Linked DNA regions of Ovis aries: region 1 is linked to region 2. The links are chromatin contacts, called in public Hi-C maps. All regions are on one chromosome and are shown on one strand. The core of a region is the stretch at or near the end of the contact, and the rest is flanking DNA. Distances in the headings are between cores, read along the strand shown. Region 1 overlaps SERPINE1 (serpin family E member 1). Region 2 holds the start of NAT16 (N-acetyltransferase 16 (putative)).

Region 1 (5,506 bases), core at 1,644-4,143, 36 kb before region 2:
ACAGTGGGGTCTCCCGAGGACAGAGGAGCTTCCCCACCACCACCCCTGAGGACCAAGGCTAATGCGCTCTGGGGTCCGCCTCCATTTCAGATCAAGAGTTTCTGTACGTGTCGCAGGCACTGCAGAAAGTGAAGATCGAGGTGAATGAGAGCGGCACGCTGGCGTCCTCCTCCACAGGTGAGTCAGGCTCAGGTGAGGCCTGGCGAGTCTCAGCCCCAGGCTTCCACGAGGGGCCATGATCTGGTACCCATACCCGGGGTGCACCGGGAAGAGCCCACTGCCCTGGTCTATCTACCGGGCCTCTCCTGGTAGAACAGGGCTTCCTGTATGGAGAGCATTACCGTTACCTGATCCCACTAGAAAATGGGCCTGCTTTCCCCGGGACCCCGTTCCCTCCCCACTGGCTCTGAAGTCCCCCTGAATGGGAGGTTCTGGCTGGCTCTCAGAGTGGCCAGTCGACTTAAAGGCGCTTGCCTCCAACATGCCTTGAAAGAGTTTAGATAAACCTGCCTTCGAGTGAGTGGGCTTCCCTTGTGGTTCAGCTGGTAAAGAATCCGTCTGCAATGCAGGAGGCCTGGGTTCAATCCCTGGGTTGGGAAGATCCCCTGGAGAAGGGAAAGGCTACCCACTCCAGTATTCTGGCCTGGAGAATTCCACGGACTGTATAGTCCATGGGGTCGCAAAGAGTCAGACACGACTGAGCGACTTTCACTTTCACTACTCAAGCAAATAGCTGCTAGAGCTCTGCCCAACTGCCTTAGAGGACATCCTGACACTTCTGGGTTCACAGTACGGGCTCAGTAGTCATGGCACGTGAGCTCAGTTGCTCTGCGGCTTGTGGAATGCTCCTGGACCAGGAAGCAAACCCGTGTCCCCTGCATTGCAGGCAGATTCTGATGCGCTATGCCACCAGGGAAGTCTCTGCTGTGATTATTTGGCTTCCCAGGTGGCACTGTGGTAAAGAATCTGCCTGCCAATGCAGGAGATGCAAGTTCGATCCCTGGTTGGGCAGATCCCTTGGAGTAGAAAATGGCAACCCACTCCAGTGTTCTTGCCTGGAAAATCCCATGGAAACAGAAGCCTGGTGGGCTACAGCCCATGGGGTCACAGAGTCGGATGTGCCTGAGCACACACGCACCAGGAAACAATGAAGCCTCCCAATCCACTCCCCAGCCCCAGCCCTGGTGTCACTGGATCACTTGTGGCCCATCCAGGCGCCAGGGCCCACGTCCCTCTGTTCTAAGATTCTGTCCTGTCTCTTCCAGCCGTTATAGTCTCAGCCCGAATGGCCCCCGAGGAGGTCATCATGGACAGACCCTTCCTCTTCGTGGTGCGGCACAACCCCACAGGTGAGCCGGGGACCTGAGAGGCCCCGCCACTCTCGGCCCCCCTCCCCATTCTCCTGGAGTCAGGTACCATCCAGGCAGGTGTAGACGCCCCCACTTCCCCCAAGAAGACTCCAGGCAACGAATCATGGCTGTGCTCTCCTTCCACTTGGAGGGGAGTGCTCTCTCTCCAGACAGGGTGCTTGTCTGTCCCTCTGCCCAGCTTAGTCACTAGAGCAGCTGTGTCTCTGAACACTCATGTCCCCATTATCTCAGTTCATCCATAAACACCGAGCTGGGTGAGCTGTCCCCCGCCTCCCCCCCTTCTCATCTCCTGTGATGCTTCCGTCCTCAGGAACTGTCCTGTTCATGGGCCAAGTGATGGAACCCTGACCATGGGGAAGACAGCCCTCATCTGGGACAGACTAGAGATGTCCAAGAGGAAGAAAGTCTGGAGCAAAGAATTATTAATTCATTTTTCTGGAAAAAGAGAAGATATTTATTTATTTTTTTTTTCCATGGTAAATTCTTTCAAATTTGCCTCTTAGACCTAACTTTGGGCTCTCTCAGGAGGGGCAAAGAGGACCTTTGAGTTAAACCCTCCAATGGAGACCCTGGGAGAGACTGGGAGGCATCACACCCAGCCGGCCTCCCAACTGGACTGCAGGACTCCCAGGACCGCTGGCCCAGCTGCTTCTGCCCATTGCTCTGCCAGGTCAGGCCTTGGGTCCCGGATCCCACCGAGGCCCTGGTAGGATGGCACCACAAGGCTTACACGAAGGAGCTTTTGTGTGCTCGCTAGAAATGTGTGTTCCGGTCACGTTGCCGTCACTCTTGCACTGTCTGCCACTGCTGAGAAGGCTGGCAGCAGGCCCGAGAAGGCCAAGGTGAGAAACACCCTTTCAAGCCAAGGTCCATCCTTCCCCAGCTCCGAGGTTCGAGACCCACCCCGGCCTGGCTGCTCCCTCCCCAGGAAACAGTGTGTCTATATTATTTTAGAGTGTAGGTGACTTGTTTACTCAGAGAAGCAGGTTTCTGCTTCCCACAAACTTTATGTTGCAGAAACGGAAGGAGAGATGAGGTGTGTGCCTGGTTCTTGGCTCCCATCTCCTGGTGGGGAGGGTGAGATGCCAGGGGTGTGCCTGAATATTTATCACATCCTTGTCCTTGTGCGCTTGGGAGAGAGAAACGTCTTCAGAGAAACATTATTTAACCTTGTTCACCGTGTTCCCTTGGGGGGCTCTGTGTGGCTGCATCTCAGGAGAGGCCTCTTGACTGTCCCTCCCCTCCACCAGGTGGCAAGCCTCCCGGGGCCCACACTGCCACCTGGTGGAGGCCCAGCGCCCCCGCGCCTCTCCTCTCCCCGGTTTTCCACCCGATGGAGCCTCGTCCCTGGCAGGACCATCCAACTTCGGCTCACTTTTAGGGACCGAAAGGATGTGGTGGGTGAAGAGAGACGGAGTGGTTTCAAAATTTTCCAGTATATTTAGGAGCAGGAGTGCAAGGGGCTCCACGACCTAGCAGGACAGAACTTTCCCCAATTACAGGGTGACTCACAGCCGCACTGGTGACTCACTTCAGTGTGTCATTTCCGGCTGCTGTGTGTGAGCGGTGGACGCGTGAGAGAGAGAGAGAGAGAATGACAGAGCCAGCGAGCTAGGGCTCAATTACCTCCGGCAGATAATCTTTCTGAAAGCCAGCTAGCTGAGGGGGTACGGAGAGAGGACCGATTTATTGAAGAATTGCACATAGACATTGAATGAATGTAACCTAACAGAACCCAATCACCCCGCTGTGCCCTTCAGTGAAAAACCTTCCTTCTTTGTGTGTGTGTTGTTTTGTTTATCTTTTTTCTTGATGCACTGGACAGTGTCGGCCACACTCAGTACCCCCACTTGTGGGGTCCATGGCTCTTGAAACTGCTTTTTCACTTTTGATATAGAAGCAAGTAAAAAAAAATGTTTTTTAAAAAAAATAATAAATAAATAAAAAGAATATTCCAAAATAGTCCTTGGCCATGACTTTCCTTGTTTCACACAGCACAAAATCCAGACCCTATCAGTTTACAGACCTGATGAACTGGGATCTTTATGAAACACACACCTGCAAGGGGCAAGGCACACCGACCTGTCCTGGGTGAATCTGCAGGGCTGGCCACTGGAGCCTGCAAGAAGACCCCCGGGGGGACACCCTGTGTAGAACGTGCTTCTCCCTTTGGGCCTCATCCTCGAAAAGAAAAGAGGGACTTCCTTGGTGGTCCAGTGGTTAAGACTCTGTGCTTCCACTGCAGGGCCGTGGGTTCCATCTCCGGTTAAGATCCCACGTGCCCTTTGGCATGGCCAAAAAAAATAAAAAGGAAAGAGGTTCCTCAGACACCTGCCACCCACCCAGACACCTCTTTTCACTGTCCCTGTCACTTCCCATTCTATTCATTTCTTTCCCCACCAAATGTTCCCATCCTCCCCGCACCTACCCCACTCCCCATTTCTCAAAACACAAACCAAATCCATTCCCTCCACCCTGGATTCCCAGGGGATCCAGTCAACATCGCCGCTGTCTACTTGGCAAGTACTCAGCTTCTCTTTTCCTGGTGTGTAACAGTGCTTGCACGCATGCACGCTCTTTAATTTGGGGTGTGCATGTTATCCTCTCCACCCCCATCGACATATCAGGTTCTTTGAAAGAAGGCTCTTTTGTTACATAGGTTGTTAATATCATCCTTAAAATGTTATCCTGAATTATTATCTTCTTCCAACATCTTGAAGGCTCTTGTCAGGGGACCTTCTTCCCCCAATTATTTTCCATTTATATATCCCACAGGAATTTTTAAATGGAAAAAATACCAAGAACTAGCTGTCAAAATCTTGTGCTGTCCAGCTCCAGAGCCCTAAAGATGGGCCTGATAGACCCAGTCCCCCTGGAAACTTGGATCATGTCTTAATAGGAACCCATTCTTGTCCAGGGGCTGTTGGTCAAAACATTGTCTGATAGTTAAGCAGTAGTGAGCTTTCCATCACTGGAAGTGTTCAAGGACAGCCAAGATGATCTGCTGGTGGGCATCATTCAGCAGTCAGGGTAGAGGGGGTGAATTTTTTTTTTTTTATGATAAGGAATTCCTTCTCATACTAAGACAGTTGAACACTTTGAAAGGGCAGAAGTGGATTGTTGATGGACATTTTGTTTCCTGGCTTAAAAAATACGCCATCGTTGTTGCCGAGAATGCGGAGATAGCCATCCTGTACCTCCATCCCTGTGCACATGTGCTCCCATATCCATGAGATAACTTCCTAGCAATGGGATTAAGTGTCTTCTAAGAACCTCCCAATCCCACAAGTATGTGATTCTGGTCACACAAACATCTTCAAATGGTATACAAAACAATTTAAAGCGACCATTTTGCCTGGTACGAATCTTACCTTTTCTGAAGCTTAAAAAAGCCTTCACAACTTTCCTAAATAAGCGCACCGCCATGAATAAAGACAGACTTTAGGACTTCCCTGGTGGTCCAGTGGCTAAGACTCCGAGCTCCCAATGCGAGGGGCCTGGGTTCAATCCCTGGTCGGGGAACTAGATCTCACGTGCCACACCTAAATTTGCCTGCTGAAACTAAAAAGATCCTGCATGCCGCAACCAAGACCCAGCACAGCCAAATTAAAAAGAAAAAAAGAAGATAAGAGTTCAGATCTTGAACTAAAAGAAGCTTCACATTATAATTTTCCCTAAAATTATGTTAGCCTGCCTTGGAGCAAACTTTGATTGTAATGTTTTGGAGAGTAAATCCAGACAGGGTCTTCATTCATCGCCTCCCTCCTCAATCATTCAGTATGTACTGAGGCTTTCTTGCTACCCTTCCCATTCCTGTTCCCCTCCCAAAGGTCAGTCCAGGGGCATCCTTGGGCGCCTCCAACACGATGTACCAGGATGTTCCGAGGGGATGTGGTTGCCACATCTCCTTGTGGATTCCTCTCTTTACATTTCAGGCTTGCATCCCTTGAGGCTGTTGCAGTAAGAGGGGCCCCACAGTGCAATTGAGCCTGGAGGGGAAGTCTTCTTTTCTCCTTAAAAAGCCAGTGGGAATCAGGGCAAGATCCAGAAGAAAGAGGCCAAGGGTGAGCAGCTCCCCAAATCTACTCTCAGCTTTATTTCTATTTTTCATTAAAATTTATGTTATTAATAAATGT
Region 2 (5,839 bases), core at 1,082-3,581:
TTTCAAACAAGGGCTCCATCTCCTTTTTTTTTTCTTTCAGTCTAATGTTGATGCTCAAGGCTCTGCCATGTAAGCTAGGGTGTGGTCAGATAGCTCAGGCCAGTATCATAAAAGGGGGAGGGGAAGCACAGGCTCAGAGGATCTTAGGATCTTAGGGCCATCAGGGACCATCTGGCTCCATCCTTTCATGGAGATAAAATCAATCGAGGCCCAAGATGGTTAAGATCTTGCCTAAGGTGACTCAGCTTGGGCAAAGCCAGGCAAAAACTTCCATTTTACTGGCTCTGAGGCCAGTGGGGAGATCTCTGACCCCAGCCTGAAGAGCAAGGATAGGAAAGACTGGGTCCTTGGCAGGAGTCAAAGGTTCCAAGTGCTAAGGGCTAAGCTGACTCAGAACGAGAGACGAGCTTGCGAGAGGAACCCTCACTGCCATCTCTCCACTGTCAGCAATTTCTATGCCAAAAATGAGATCAATCAGACTCCTCATGCCAGGCTCTAGGAATGACGGGTCCCAGAGATGAATAGGTTAGCTTGAGGCTCCCATTTGGATTTCCAGACAACCTCACCAGCGGTTCCTGAATCCCTGGAAGATACAAGCTGGCAATTCAGTGATAACTCCAACAATTCTCCACTGCTGCCCAAAGCGGGCAGAACGTGAGCCACCTGAAGACAGCCGCTCATGCAACGGGACGTTGGTTTCCCTCTCTCTTTCAAGACGGGGAGACTGTTTCCAAAGAGTGTGTCTACATCTCAGATACGGACATGTATAAGGGGAGGGGATTCCCAGGGCCACAGGGAAGGAGAGGGAGCCTGCCCAGCCACCCTGCTTCTTTTCTCCCCAGCACTCTCTACTCCTATTCCCTTGCAGGAGCTGGAGAGGTTCCAAGGTCCGTAAGCCTTGGGGGAGGTGGGTGCTGCGGTAAAAGTGCGTTAGGGAGTCCAGGCCAAGCCAAAACAACCAGCTGGCCCCCACAACCCTTGTTACACACTCTGATCCATTCCCACCCTCCAACCTGGCTCCTTGAATTATAACTTCCATTAGGTGTGGAGGCAGAGGAGGAGGCAGCCCTATGCCCCAGGGCACTATGGGAGATGTAGTCCAAGCACCCCCGGGGCCAGGTTCCAGGAAAGGGGGCAGCATTTTCCTTATCATCCTTGTATCCATTCTCTCAGTCTCATAGATATGAATGATCCACACTGGTGAGAGGATAACTGTAGTCATCCCTGGGCATGCCAGGAGCCCAATCCCCTCTCCCCTCCTCCCTCACCCCGCACACCTGAAATATTAATGCCGCTGAGGTCGCAGCTTCTCTGAGCTGGAAGACAAACGGAGAGAGGAAAGGCAGGGACAAAGAGACGGCGGCTACACGAAGCGCCCAAAGAAAAGAGAGACAAGGATCAGAATTGAGCCAGAAAGGAGACAAAGGCCATCAAGAGAGGATCTGGGGGGCACGGATAATGAGTCACAGACAAGACACCTGGTGATTCAGAGCCCAGTAGACGCAAAAAGAAAAAAAAAAAAAAAAAAACAAACCTTTCTAGCTTGCACCCCCTCCCCAAAGAGATCAGAAATGGAAAGCAGAGTGACACGCCCCCTTCTCCCAGCGGGTGTGTGGTGGGGAAAGGGGTCAAGTAAGAGGTGACAAGGTGAAGTGGGGGCAGAGGCAAGGGATGGGGAACACCGTGGAGCTGGGGAGGGGGGTGCCTGGGGCCCCAGAGGGCCAGAATCATGGAGAGGGGGTGCTGTACTGGAGGGTCGTCCGGTCTGTTGGGGAAGCAGGAGGCAGGCGGATCCCAAAGGAAGCTACTTGGCAAGGGTCCCCCCGGACACTGCCAGACTCTGGGGAACGGTAGGAGCCAAATGATGATGGGGTGAAGGAGGGAAGGCGCCTCTGAACATCTGAACAAAGTCGGGTCTCAAGTTACTATCATCCCGGGGACTGGCAGGGGTTGGGCAGTAGGGGGCGCGGCGGCCTGCTTCTCCTGGGGGGGCGTGGCCTTCCGCTGTCCCCATCCCGCGGGGGAGGAGCACGCCAGCCTCCCGCCCCCAGGCCCCGCTGCATCCCCCTACCTCTCCCGAGCTAGGGCCAGGGCCGGGGTGCTGAGAAGCCGATCGAGGCCGGCCGCAAAGAGAGGGGTCCCCTCGGAGCTCCGAGGGTCAAATTCCGATGAGGCGCGGGGATCCGGCCGCGCCGTCCGGTCCCGACTCGGAGTTCTCATAGAAGGCGGGGTCAGCACCACCGCTCAGACCGGCTCGCGGGCTCGGGTTCCCAGCGCTTCGGGATTCGGGCGGTGCGGGTGGCACCCGCCGCTACGCTCCGGCTCGGCCCCGGCGGCGGCGCTCGGAGGGGCGGAGACCCCAGCGATGCGAAGGAAACCCGGCGCGGATCTGGAGCGGACTGTGCTGCGGCCGGGGGCTGGCTGGGGCGCGGGGCAGGAGATGGGGTGGCGGGGCGCGGGGGAAAGCGGAGCTGCCCTGGGCGGTGAGGTGGGCGCAGCTGAGTGGCCTCTAGCGTTGCAGATGAGGCCCCCTCCCCTTGTCCCCGGTGGGGAGCGGGACTGAGGGTGGGCAGGTGTCTTGAGTTTTGGTGGAGTGGAGTGACAGAGTTATCGCATCGTGCCAGCAGCATCTTTAAGTTCGGTCCCGGGAGTTCACCCCGCCGCTCAAGTTCCCCTTCTCCAGGCCCCCCAGCAAAGTCAGCCAGGCTCTCCTATCTCTGGCCGCCAGATTAGTAAGAGCAGCTGGAAAGGGGACACGGAGCCGAACACCCTGCCCAGGTCGGAGAAGCCGACAGGGGAAACGGGAAACCCAAGACGGTTGGGAAGGGAGGAGACCCCAAGAGGCAGAAGCGGGACACGGAAAGGAGCAGAGCGAGGCCTGCTCTGGGCCAGATGACCCCCGCGCCCCGGGGTCGCCGAGCAGCCTCGCCCAGCTCCGCTCAGCCGCGGGCATCTCTCCCGCCGTCAGGCCGCAAGGCCCCCACGGGGCAGCACGAGTGCACGGGGCCGTACACCTGTGGACTTCCAGGGACACCTGTGGGCATCCGAGTACACGAACACAGACCTCTGTGCGCACCGCCGGGCTCCTGGGCTGACTCCGGTGGGTGGAAGGAAGGGCCCAGCGAGCCGATTGGAACTGGAGGGACTGCAGGGCCGCCTCTGACTCTAACAAGCTAGTGGCCCAGACTCTTAACTCCTGGTGGGAGCTCCCCACCCCCATGAAGTGAGGTAAAACACCTGCAGTTGTATCTGCAAGGAGCCAGGAAAGTGATGGATGTGAACGTCCTTTAAAACCCGCACAGTGCTACTGAGGCTGGGACACCCTCCCTTGTCCCTCCTCCCACCTCCTGCCCAGCTCCCATGCTCCCTCTTCCCACCAAAGCTGACCTCTCACCTACCTCTTTCTAGTTTCACACTTTCCAAGGTGTTTGCTCTGCAACCTGGTAATCGTATCCCATTGGCTGAGCTAATGTGACAAGATGGAGGATTTGAAGGAGTTCCCGGACTCCCGCCAGCAAAGCCACCCCAAGAGTTAAAGGGATCAGAGTCATCTCTTCAGTTCAAAGGCAAGCAAGCCAATAGGTAAGTCTCCCCCATTTCTGATTTTTGAAGCTGCTAACACACTATGCATCTCATAAAGCTGCGGTTATGGTGGAATATGTTCATTCATGCGAAAGGACCTCAAAAAGCTAAAAGATGGAGGAAAAAGTCACCAGTGGCAGAATGGAGAGGCCACTCTCATTCCTCGCCTTTCTCCTGAAGCCTCCCCTCTGTGATCAGAAATGCTTGGATTGGTCCAACTTTCACCCACCTCCAGTTCTCTCAACTAATCAGAATGGAAAGTTTCCCAAAGTTCCAGTTCTCTCCTGTCCAATCTATAGGTGGTGCTGCCTTCTTCTATGCTGCTGCTAAGTCGCTTCAGTCATGTCCGACTCTGTGCTACCCCATAGACGGCAGCCCACCAGACTCCCCTGTCCCTGGGATTCTCCAGGCAAGAACACTGGAGTGGATTGCCATTTCCTTCTCCAATGCATGAAAGTGAAAAGTGAAAGGGAAGTCGCTCAGTCGTGTCCAACTCTTAGCGACCCCATGGACTGCAGCCCACCAGGCTCCTCCATCCATGGGATTTTCCAGGCAAGAGTACTGGAGTGGGGTGCCATTGCCTTCTCCGGCATTATTCTATAAAAGGCTCAAATATGGTTGCATTATTGGAATTTTCTCAGATATGAATGCTCAAGATTTAAATCCAATCAGTTGTTAGGGGCTGCAAAATAGTGATATTCTTGTTCTTTCTGTTTTTTCTTCTCCCCCCGCCCAAACTGGAATATGCTTATAAAAGGAAATTTGTTCTCTTTTACTATGATTACTCTCAGAGATAGTTTGTGATGGAAAGACTGGATAAATGCTTGAATTTCTCCCTTTATTTGTTAACTTTTAAAATAATGTGATGGTTCCCCAGCATCCTTCAACGGTGATCAATTATTAACTTTCAGGACCATTATGAACTCATGGATTTTAAGCAAGCTTAATGTAATGCATTAGGGCATCCCAGGTGGCTTAATGGTAAAGAATCCACCTGTCCATGCAGGAGATAAGGGTTTGATCCCTGGCTCGGGAAGATCCTCGAGTAGAAAATGACAAACCCACTCCAGTATTCTTGCCTGGGAAATCCCAAGGACAGAGGAACCTGGTGGGCTACAGTCCATGGGGTTGCAAAGAGTCAGACACGACTTAGTGACTAAAACACAAAGTAATGTGATGCAATCCAGCGCAGTTATTGTTCCTAACGCTGAAGCTATCCAGCTCTTTTGTAAATTGATATTTTAAAGCAACATAGAAGACAGTGCTAGATCTTCAGGAAGTGCAGCGTGGATGCAGAGGGGAAGGTGTCCTGGACCAGCTTGGCAGGTTGGCAGGTAGAAGGATATATACTGGACGTGAGACCCAAACTGAAACTCAAAAACTCCTCGCCAGATAACAAAGGAGGGCAGGGTCCCTCCTGCGGGAAGGGAAACCTGAGCTAAGCCCAGAGCTGAGAAACACCTTGCTTTGCAAGAACAAGCAATGCTGGGTTGCACCCATCCTGTAGACTGGGGCTGGCCAGTCAGCCAACGGCTTTAAGCAACAAAGTGACAGATTTGCCTTGTGAGTAGAGGGTGCCCTCTGGTGGCTACACGAAGAATGTCAGGGAAGGAAGACGTCCTGCCAAAAGGCTGTGCTTACAAGGCAAGGGGATCAAACCAGTCAATCCTAAAGGAAATCAACCCTGAATATTCATTGAAAGGAATGCTGCTGAAGCTGAAGCTCCAATACTTTGGCCACCTGATGCAAAGAGCCAACTCATTGGAAAAGACATTGATGCTGGGAGAGACTGAAGGCAAAAGGAGAAGGGGGCGGCAGAGGATGAGATAGATGGTTAGATACCATCACAGGCTCAATGGACATGAATTTGAGTAAACTCTGGGAGACAGTGGAGGACAGAGGAGCTCGGCATCCTGCATGTAGGTCACGGAGGATATGGACTGGCATGCTGCAGTCCACTGGGTTGCAAAGAGGTGGACATGATTTGTGACAGTACAACAACAATAAGGCTTAGATTAGTAAGTTAGGCTCTTCCAGATCGGAGGAGAACTCACAGAGTTCAGGGAGTCATTATTGAGATACACGGAAGGAGAAATGGTGCAGGGAAGCTCATTAATGGCTCTGAGAATAGATCCTTTAGGAAGTCTAGTGATCCATCTTCTCTCCATGCACCTGGCATGTACATTTCCCCAAAGAAATGCTCACACAGCAAATGTTTGTTATTGCCCAGGAAAACTCCTTTTCTAGTTTGCACAAA

The links. Hi-C and Micro-C count contacts between places; a contact is called where the count stands out from the background.
Region 1: a Hi-C map of liver shows a contact between it and region 2, with 2.3 times the contacts expected there. The contact joins the enhancer-like site here to the promoter of NAT16 in region 2. A contact is called at or near these places in 6 of 16 Hi-C or Micro-C datasets (blood, hypothalamus, liver and 3 more).

Annotation. Positions count from the first base shown.
Region 1 is chr24:36,017,763-36,023,268 of ARS-UI_Ramb_v3.0, reverse strand. It overlaps SERPINE1 (serpin family E member 1), which reads left to right. Exons shown (of 9, transcript NM_001174114.2): 7 at 91-177; 8 at 1,266-1,349; 9 at 1,681-1,814. The coding sequence ends at 1,718. Among named protein-coding and RNA genes, the nearest start is that of SERPINE1, 7.4 kb to the left of the region's middle. Within about 2 kb of position 2,893, at least 18 of the 54 cell types and tissues checked have an H3K27ac peak or open chromatin away from gene starts, as enhancers often do. A contact at or near this core is called in liver and tail adipose tissue, where this site is marked.
Region 2 is chr24:35,981,141-35,986,979 of ARS-UI_Ramb_v3.0, reverse strand. It overlaps NAT16 (N-acetyltransferase 16 (putative)), which reads right to left and starts at 2,331. Exons shown (of 10, transcript XM_060405835.1): 1 at 2,072-2,331.